Regions from separate parts of the Rattus norvegicus genome. Here region 2 is linked to region 1. Evidence: chromatin contacts called from public Hi-C data. All regions are on one chromosome and are shown on one strand. The core of a region is the stretch at or near the end of the contact, and the rest is flanking DNA. Distances in the headings are between cores, read along the strand shown. Region 1 has its middle 6.6 kb from the start of Camk2n1. Region 2 has its middle 12 kb from the start of Pla2g2f.

Evidence for each region. Hi-C and Micro-C count contacts between places; a contact is called where the count stands out from the background.
Region 2: a Hi-C map of frontal cortex shows a contact between it and region 1, with 3 times the contacts expected there. The contact joins two enhancer-like sites. A contact is called at or near these places in 3 of 12 Hi-C or Micro-C datasets (the A7r5 cell line, Schwann cells and frontal cortex).

The regions. Positions count from the first base shown.
Region 1 is chr5:155,949,660-155,953,363 of GRCr8, reverse strand. No RefSeq gene overlaps it. Among named protein-coding and RNA genes, the nearest start is that of Camk2n1, 6.6 kb to the left of the region's middle. Within about 2 kb of position 1,888, at least 11 of the 93 cell types and tissues checked have an H3K27ac peak or open chromatin away from gene starts, as enhancers often do.
Region 2 is chr5:156,262,953-156,266,656 of GRCr8, reverse strand. No RefSeq gene overlaps it. Among named protein-coding and RNA genes, the nearest start is that of Pla2g2f, 12 kb to the left of the region's middle. Within about 2 kb of position 1,891, at least 19 of the 93 cell types and tissues checked have an H3K27ac peak or open chromatin away from gene starts, as enhancers often do.

The sequences.
Region 1 (3,704 bases), core at 639-3,138:
TAGGCTCTTTATTCAAACGAAATCTTGCAAAGTAGGGCTCAGGAACACCAGCTACATCTTGGGCTGGGATATGAACCACAGACAGTGGACGAACCCAGTATGATCACACTGTGGCAATAGTGGGACCTGTTCCACCACAAGAGACACAAGAGAGGGTGGGACTTTAACTCCTGGGAAGTCCTGCCTGGTAGCCTTGGAAACCTGGAGGCTTCTAAAGCCTGGTGCCCGAGAGCTACCAACTCAGTCTGCGCAGTGTTCCCTGTCGAGGGCTCCCAAGAAGCTTCTGCCCCTTAAGGACCCTGACTCCCCAACAGGACAGATGGTTTAACAATTAAGGATACTGGCTGCAGGCTGGAGAGATGGCTCAGTGGTTAAGAGCACTGACTGCTCTTCCAAAGGACCTGAGTTCAAATCCCAGCAACCACATGGTGGCTCACAACCATCTGTAATGGGATCTGATGCCCTCTTCTGGTGTGTCCAAAGACAATGATAGTGTACTCACATACATTAAATAAATAAATAAATCTTAAAAAAAATACTGGCTGCTCTTGTAAGGGACCTGGGTTAGGTTTCCCAAAACCCACATGGTATCTCGCACCTTCTATAATTTCAGCGCCTGAAAATTCAATGCCCTCTTCCCCCTCCAGACACACACTTGGTTCACAAACAGACAAAAACACTAAAATATCTCTAAAAACAAAAACAAAAAAAACCTTGATTTCGAAAAGAATGGCATCAAAACATAGCTGGTAAAGGGTAGACAAAAGAGAAGCTGACCCCCCCCCCCCCGCCTCAGAGAGGTCACAGAGCTCCAATCCCAAGCTCCATTCCACCCATCGATTGTTAACCTGCTATGCCCAAGTCCTGATGACCACGCTACACATATATCCACCCCCAGGACCCTGGAAAATGGCTGTTGACTGTCACCTCAATCTTACAGTTGAGAGCATCCAGGCCAGAAAAGTAAAGTGACAGCCCAAGGGCACCTTGACAATAAAAACCAGCAGGTTCCGGTCTGAAGGCCAAGCTCTGGCACTGCTGGGTAGCAAGCAGTGCCTCCCCGAGGATTCCAGGAGTTAAGAAAGTGGGAGCAAACGCTTTCACCTCATCTCACCGTAACCATGGAAACCTGTCCCAGGCCAGAGGAGTCTATGAAAGAGATAACTCTCTTCTTGAGGTTCAAAACCTCTTGTGCAAGATTTCTAGGAACCCGAAGGGCCTTCGGATGATGGAGAGAAGCCTGTGTCCTAGAGGCAGCACTGAAGCACCTCCCTCCAGAGTGTCCTTGGGACAACTTAGCATCGGTTTGCACTTCCAGCCCATAAGCCACAGAATGAATGAGCTAAGGAGAGCCCTGGATCTGAGTTCAGAACCAAGAGCTCTTAACTCCGACAAGAGAGATGTGTCCATGAGCTGCTGAACCCAGTCTCCGTTCAGAAAGTAGATGACGAGGTTCTGGATGGTCCCCTCCCCTAGTTCTGTCAGATAGGAAAGGGATCCTTTCCACAGAGGGGACCATCCAGAACCTCTGTGGAGAGACTACAGAGCTTCTGAAGCACCAGTTAGTGGGGGCAAAGCAGGAGACCAGCCCTAGCTCCATATTCTTCCTCTCTTCCCCCCACCCCCATCCCCACCCTCGCTCCCCGTGTAACCTGGAGACGGCACTGCCCTCTCTGAGCCAGAATTCCTCTCAGCAGTAAAATGAGAATGAGGCTAAGGCAAGGTGCAGATGTAGTCTGTACCTTAAAGCAAGGGCAGGGAACAGTTCACGTAGTGGGTCCCTCCGCCCTCAGCCCTCGGGGTCTGCAGGGATGGACAGAAATTCCCGTGTAACCGGAAGAGCTGGTGGCTGAAGGGCAGCCCACGCAGGATTAGGGAGGACCTGCCTGGCAGCCCTGGGGCAGGGATGGTTGAATGCAATAGCCATTTGGTCCAGGGAGCGGAGGCAGATCAGAACACTGGTGATGAGGAAGATTCACAGACATCAGGAGAAGCTAAAAAGCTGTCAGGGAAGAAGACCAATCCAACCATCAGGAAGGGTGGGAAGGGTCATAATGAAAGACGCCAGGGCATAGGAGGAAGAAAAAGCAGCAAAGGAGACAGGCTGCTCCAGGGGAAGAAAGGGGGAGTGGGGAAGGACAGGAGAGAGGGGAATGAGAGCTGGCAAGAAGCCAGGCTGGGGAGAAGTAAAATTTCTCCCAGAGAAAAAAAGCAAAAGCTAAAATCTGTGTCATAAGGGTTTTTTCCCCCCAGCATCCCTCTCCTTCGTGAAGTCATGTGCATATTTTAAGACATCTGATGCATTATGCATATCTAGTTGAGTAAGGGAAAGATGGCTAGCGCTTTTAAAGGCATGAGCGCTTGGGAAACCACAGCAGGAGTAACGTGAGGACCCCTTCCCCCACCCCCCCAGACTTTGCAGAGTCTCACACTTTCAGCCTTCGTCCTGGTGAGTTGGGCAAAGAAGGTGGAAACTGTAGAATTACTGTCTCGTCCTTACCAGGGTGTGCCAGGGTAGTCCCAGAATTGGCAGCCCGGGGTCCTCCCTAGATTCTTCTCTCAGACCTCCGAGGCCTATTGCCAGGCCTCCTAGTCGAGAAAATTGCACAGGCCTCTGATCATAACCTGTTTCTCTTCCAAGTTCCCCGGAAGTCCTCAACTGTGGGCGCACAGCACCACCTGGTGGTCATATCAGACGCTGCGCTATGAGAGAACTGGGAAGGGTGGCAGAGAGGAAGGGGATAAATAAAACATTGCAAGCTTGCTTGAAGCGCCCTCCTAAGGGGCACCAGGCTAAGGAGGGAAGGCTGAGAAGAGCAGGAACATACACTCATTTCTACCCTCAGGCACTCAGACGCCAGGCACACTAAGGGCCTCATAAATGTGTGTTGAGCTTTTCTGTGGCCACCGCTCACCAGGCTCAACCCACAAGTATAGGTATCTGCTTTGAAGCCCCTAATGTGAGGTGGTGGCTCCGGAGGGCATGAGGGGGAAGAGCAAAAGCCGCAAAGCCCCTCCCTGCGATGCCTGCCTATGTTCCCAGCTCAGCCTTACCACTCCAATCAGGGAAGGGAAATGCCAAGTCCTCCGGCTGGCATCTGGAAAACAATAAGGCAGCTGCAGGGAAGTGACTAATGAGCGCTTCGGGGAGCAACTAGGGACATCACGCAGGGAAACTTATCTCATTCAAAATGGTCAAGTCAACGCTATCTAATTAGAGAGAAAATGGGCTGCGCTCCCCGGCTTTCCACAAACACCATCCCGAGGCTGTGACACGGCTAGGCCAAAAAGAAGCCACTCAGGTCCCAGATGCCCGGCCCACAGTCGTGGGGGGGGGGGGGGCTAAAAACCTCTTTCACTCTCCATCTTGTGGACACACAAAATGCCTGAGCTGGATGGAGTTTCGGAACATTCTAATCCAACCTATTCCTTTTCCAGTTAGAACTGAAGGTCAGAGAGGTTCCACCACTGGACCGGGATCACACAGCAGCCAGGCATGGTTGAAATCAGCATTCTGGAAGCTAAGGCAGAAAGGGTCTGAGTTCAAAGCCATTCTGGGCTATATAGTGAGACTTTATTTATTTATTTATTTATTTATTTATTTATTTATTTATTTATTCATTTAAAGTGGATTCAGGTTCAGAGAAAACCAGTCTTTGAATCTTTGAGCACTCTGTTTGGGTCAGTTTAGTCACCATAGTCTG
Region 2 (3,704 bases), core at 642-3,141, 310 kb before region 1:
GGGACGCCATGCAAGAGCAGCCTCCTGGAGCAGGAGTCAGCCCCAGGATGTCAGTCAAGGATTAAGTGAGCACCTACTACACGAACACTGTACTCCAAGCTGCCTTATCCCTCCCTCCTGCCTGGCGGCTGCCTGACTTGAACACTTCACCGTTTCCTTTATAAATGAGGAGGCCTTTATACATCCAAAGAGGCCACGTAAGTTATTCATTGTCACCCAAGAATTTCCCCGACTCTACTCAGTCTCAGAAAGCTTCGGGTCCGATAGCCCTCTCCTATAAAGGGGGGTGAGATGTGTCTTAGTTCATTTTTCTGGGACAGAGTTCCTGGCAAAAGCTACTTAAGGAAGAAAGGGTTTGTTTGGAGCTCTCACATAAAACAGCCCATTATGATGGAGAAGGCCTGGGAGCCAGAGCCTGTGGCAGCTGGGTATACTGACTTACAGTTAGGGAGGAAGGAGGAGGGAGGAAGGAGGAAGGGTGTAGGAGAGAGGAGGGAGGGAGGATGAGGAAGGGAAGAGAGAAGAGGGAGGAGGGAGGAATGCTAGTGACCAATTTGATTTCTCCTTTACCCCCTTTTATTCGATCTGGGTCTCTAGCCATGAAATAGTGTTTACCATATTTAGAGTTGCTCTTATCTCCTCAAACTACCTCAGAAACACCCTCAAAGGAGCATTTGGAAGTGAGGTGTGTCTCCTAGGTGATTCCAAATCCAGATGGTCTGTAAGAAAGGAGACATCACGGGAAGTGACGGAGATTTCAAATCAGAAGAGAGGCTTGCCTTCTGGAGCTCTGCAGTCACAGGCCTTCGTCTTGGGACCTCCCCAGGGATCAGTACGACCACACGTGAAAAAGCACACAGGGTTACACAAACACCAGTTACATCGAGGCAACTAGAGGAGGCTGGGGGTCCCCCTCATTCCAGCCTCTCTCCTGGCCACCTCTGAATCACGAGCTACTTCTTTTGGGTCCAGCCAGAACCAGGAGCAAGGCTTCCAGAGGGGCAGCGTTGAACCTGAGAGTGACCTCTAAGTTCTCTCCTTCCCAGTTCTGGGTTCTTCTGGGACCAGCCTGAGGAGGGGAATTCTTGGACGAAGTCAGGTTGAAGCTGGTGGGAGCATGCTAGCTGGGTGATGCAGACAAGGGAACTGGACTGTGTGTGCCTTGGGATAGGTCAGGAGTTGCTGGCGTGCACTGGATCAACACTCAGAGGCTACCTGTGCCAGCAGCAGTTGGGGTCACATCACTTGCTGCCACACTATGCTCCCAACATCTCAGGCATGCAGCTCCCAGGACCAAGACTTTTCACTGACTGTAAGCCCTCCTGGATTTGACTGGATTACATCCTCAAAACACCCCTCCTTCCATCCCCCCTTCAGAGCTACTTGCAAACTCTTTCACATCCCACTGTCCTCTTTAAAACACACACACACACACACACACACACACACACACACACACACACACACACACGTTTTTGTCTGTGTGTATATGGATCACGTGAATGCCTGATGCCCGAGGGCAAAAGAAGAGGGTGCTGGGTCCCCTGGAACTGAAGCTACTGATGGTTGTGAGTTGCCATGTGAACACCAGAACCAGAAACAGGTCCTCTGCAAAAGCAACAAGCGCTTTTAACCGCATGCTGTCTCTCCAGCCTCTCCAGATGCCCTCTTCCCTCCACCCGGCTTCACATACACATCAGGGATAGCAAGGGCAACAAAACCATCGCCCTTGTGAACTTCCGTTCTAATGGGGGCAAAGACTATAAAGAATGGTGGACGTGGTGCATTGGGCGAGAGGCGAAAACCGCTGGAGCAGAGCCGGGGGCGGGGTTAGTCGTGTTGATAGGTCACGTGTAACAGAGCTGGGCTGCAAGGGAACCAATCACCGCAAGGTGGGGGAAGAGTGGGCCCAGGTGTCCCGCTGATGAGAAGCCGAGTGGGAGGCGCCGATGGATGCGGACAATCCAGGAGGCTGAGTTTAGATTTTTCCTCTTGCATTTTATTTGCATGTAATCATTTCGTTCGAGTATTTTGTCAACACAGAATCGGGCTGTGCTGGCAAGGCCGTGCCAGCAGCTCGAAGGTGGGATGATGGATTTGAGAGGAACCCGACCCCCGCATTATCCTCCATCCATATACCTGGGGTGGGGGTGGGGGTGGGGGTGGGGCTCCACACAGCATACTCAGCTCTCTCAACTCCTTCTCTTCTTTAGGGTCTCAGGCAAGATGTCAGCCCTCACCCCTGTCCCTGAATTCCTTGAAGGAGCCTTTCCCCCAGTGGTCACTGCTCCCTCAGCAGACACCTACTTCCGCAACTCCCAAGCTATTTGGTCCTTGTGTCCTCTGACTGCTCCTTGCAGCGGACAGAATTTCTACTTTTCTACCCTCATCACAAGCCTGGCATAAAGTCAATCCCTGGTGCAGATGAATGGCTGCCCTTCCAAGAAATCGATGATTTCCTGCAAGCACCAGCATGTCCTTTTACAGCGCTAACACTCTGCTCTGATTCCCGGCACAACGCAGACAGGGACTCACACCACCCTCCATAACGCAGCCCATCTATTTCCAGTGTAGAAGCTGACCCCAGTGGCAGAAGAGATCTGGATCTCACATAGCAATCCAGCCCTTCATGCTGATATCACCCTGGCCTCTCTTCTTCTACCACAGCTGTCACTCAGACATCTTTCCAGGTTGGAACCAGTCTCTGACATGACAGGACCCCTGAGAAGGTAACATGCTCTAGCTTAGCCTAGCCACATCGGTGTGCCCTAATGTTCCTGCATCCCTGCCCTGCCCCCACCCGTGTCTACTTGCTGTACCTGGGTAGGGTGGAGGAAGAAAGACGACTCTGTGATTTGAACTAGGTACTGCTCAGGGCCCTAGCTCCCAGGCCCTCTGCTGACCCTGCTGTCTCCTCGTGCTTAGTTTTCTCAGTCCCGGGTGTTAGCCTCTGGCATTGGTAGAAGCCGCCATGGCTCTCAGCGTTCTCCCTGGGATTCAAAATTCTCAGACTTGAAGTCTGTGTGTGTGTCTTTAAATCTCTGACTCCCTGCTGCTCAGCACTGCACATGGCACACGGTATGGGCTCGATACACATATGTTAGCTGACCTACTAAGTGAAGGGAGCCACGAGTGTTCCCTACAACTCCACAAATCCAACCATTTTCCCCAGTACCTCCTGGAAGAAGGGGACGGGGCAAGTGACCACACTCCCATGGCCGCCAAGTCTGGCCCAAGAGCTGAGAGCCTGACAGTATCGGTGACTAAGGACCAGCGCCATCAACTAACTTGTTAAGAGGAAGTTTCCTGAGTCCAGCCTTCTCAGGAACAAGATCCACCTTGCCGGCAGGATCAAAACCGAGTTCATGTTCCTGTGCCCCAGAACCTAACTCCTGTCCTGCTTCTTCAGATGTCTCGTGTTTGTCTGTTAACCAGTAAGGGGTGTAAGAGAGGAGATACTCTTATCCCATTATCTAAACAAGGCACACAGGTCATGAATGTGCTGCCTCTTACTGACTGCCCGAAGCTTGCCCACCTCTTCGTTCCCTTATCGTTCTAAATTCCGAGCCAAAGTCCAGGAAGGGACCTGGCCACGAAAGCTGATTCAAAGACCCCAAAACCAGGTGACCTGACTAATGCCCAGTCACCCATGTTAACGTCCTTACTTAACCTCTTAGGTCAAAATATGATCGGTCGTTCAACAG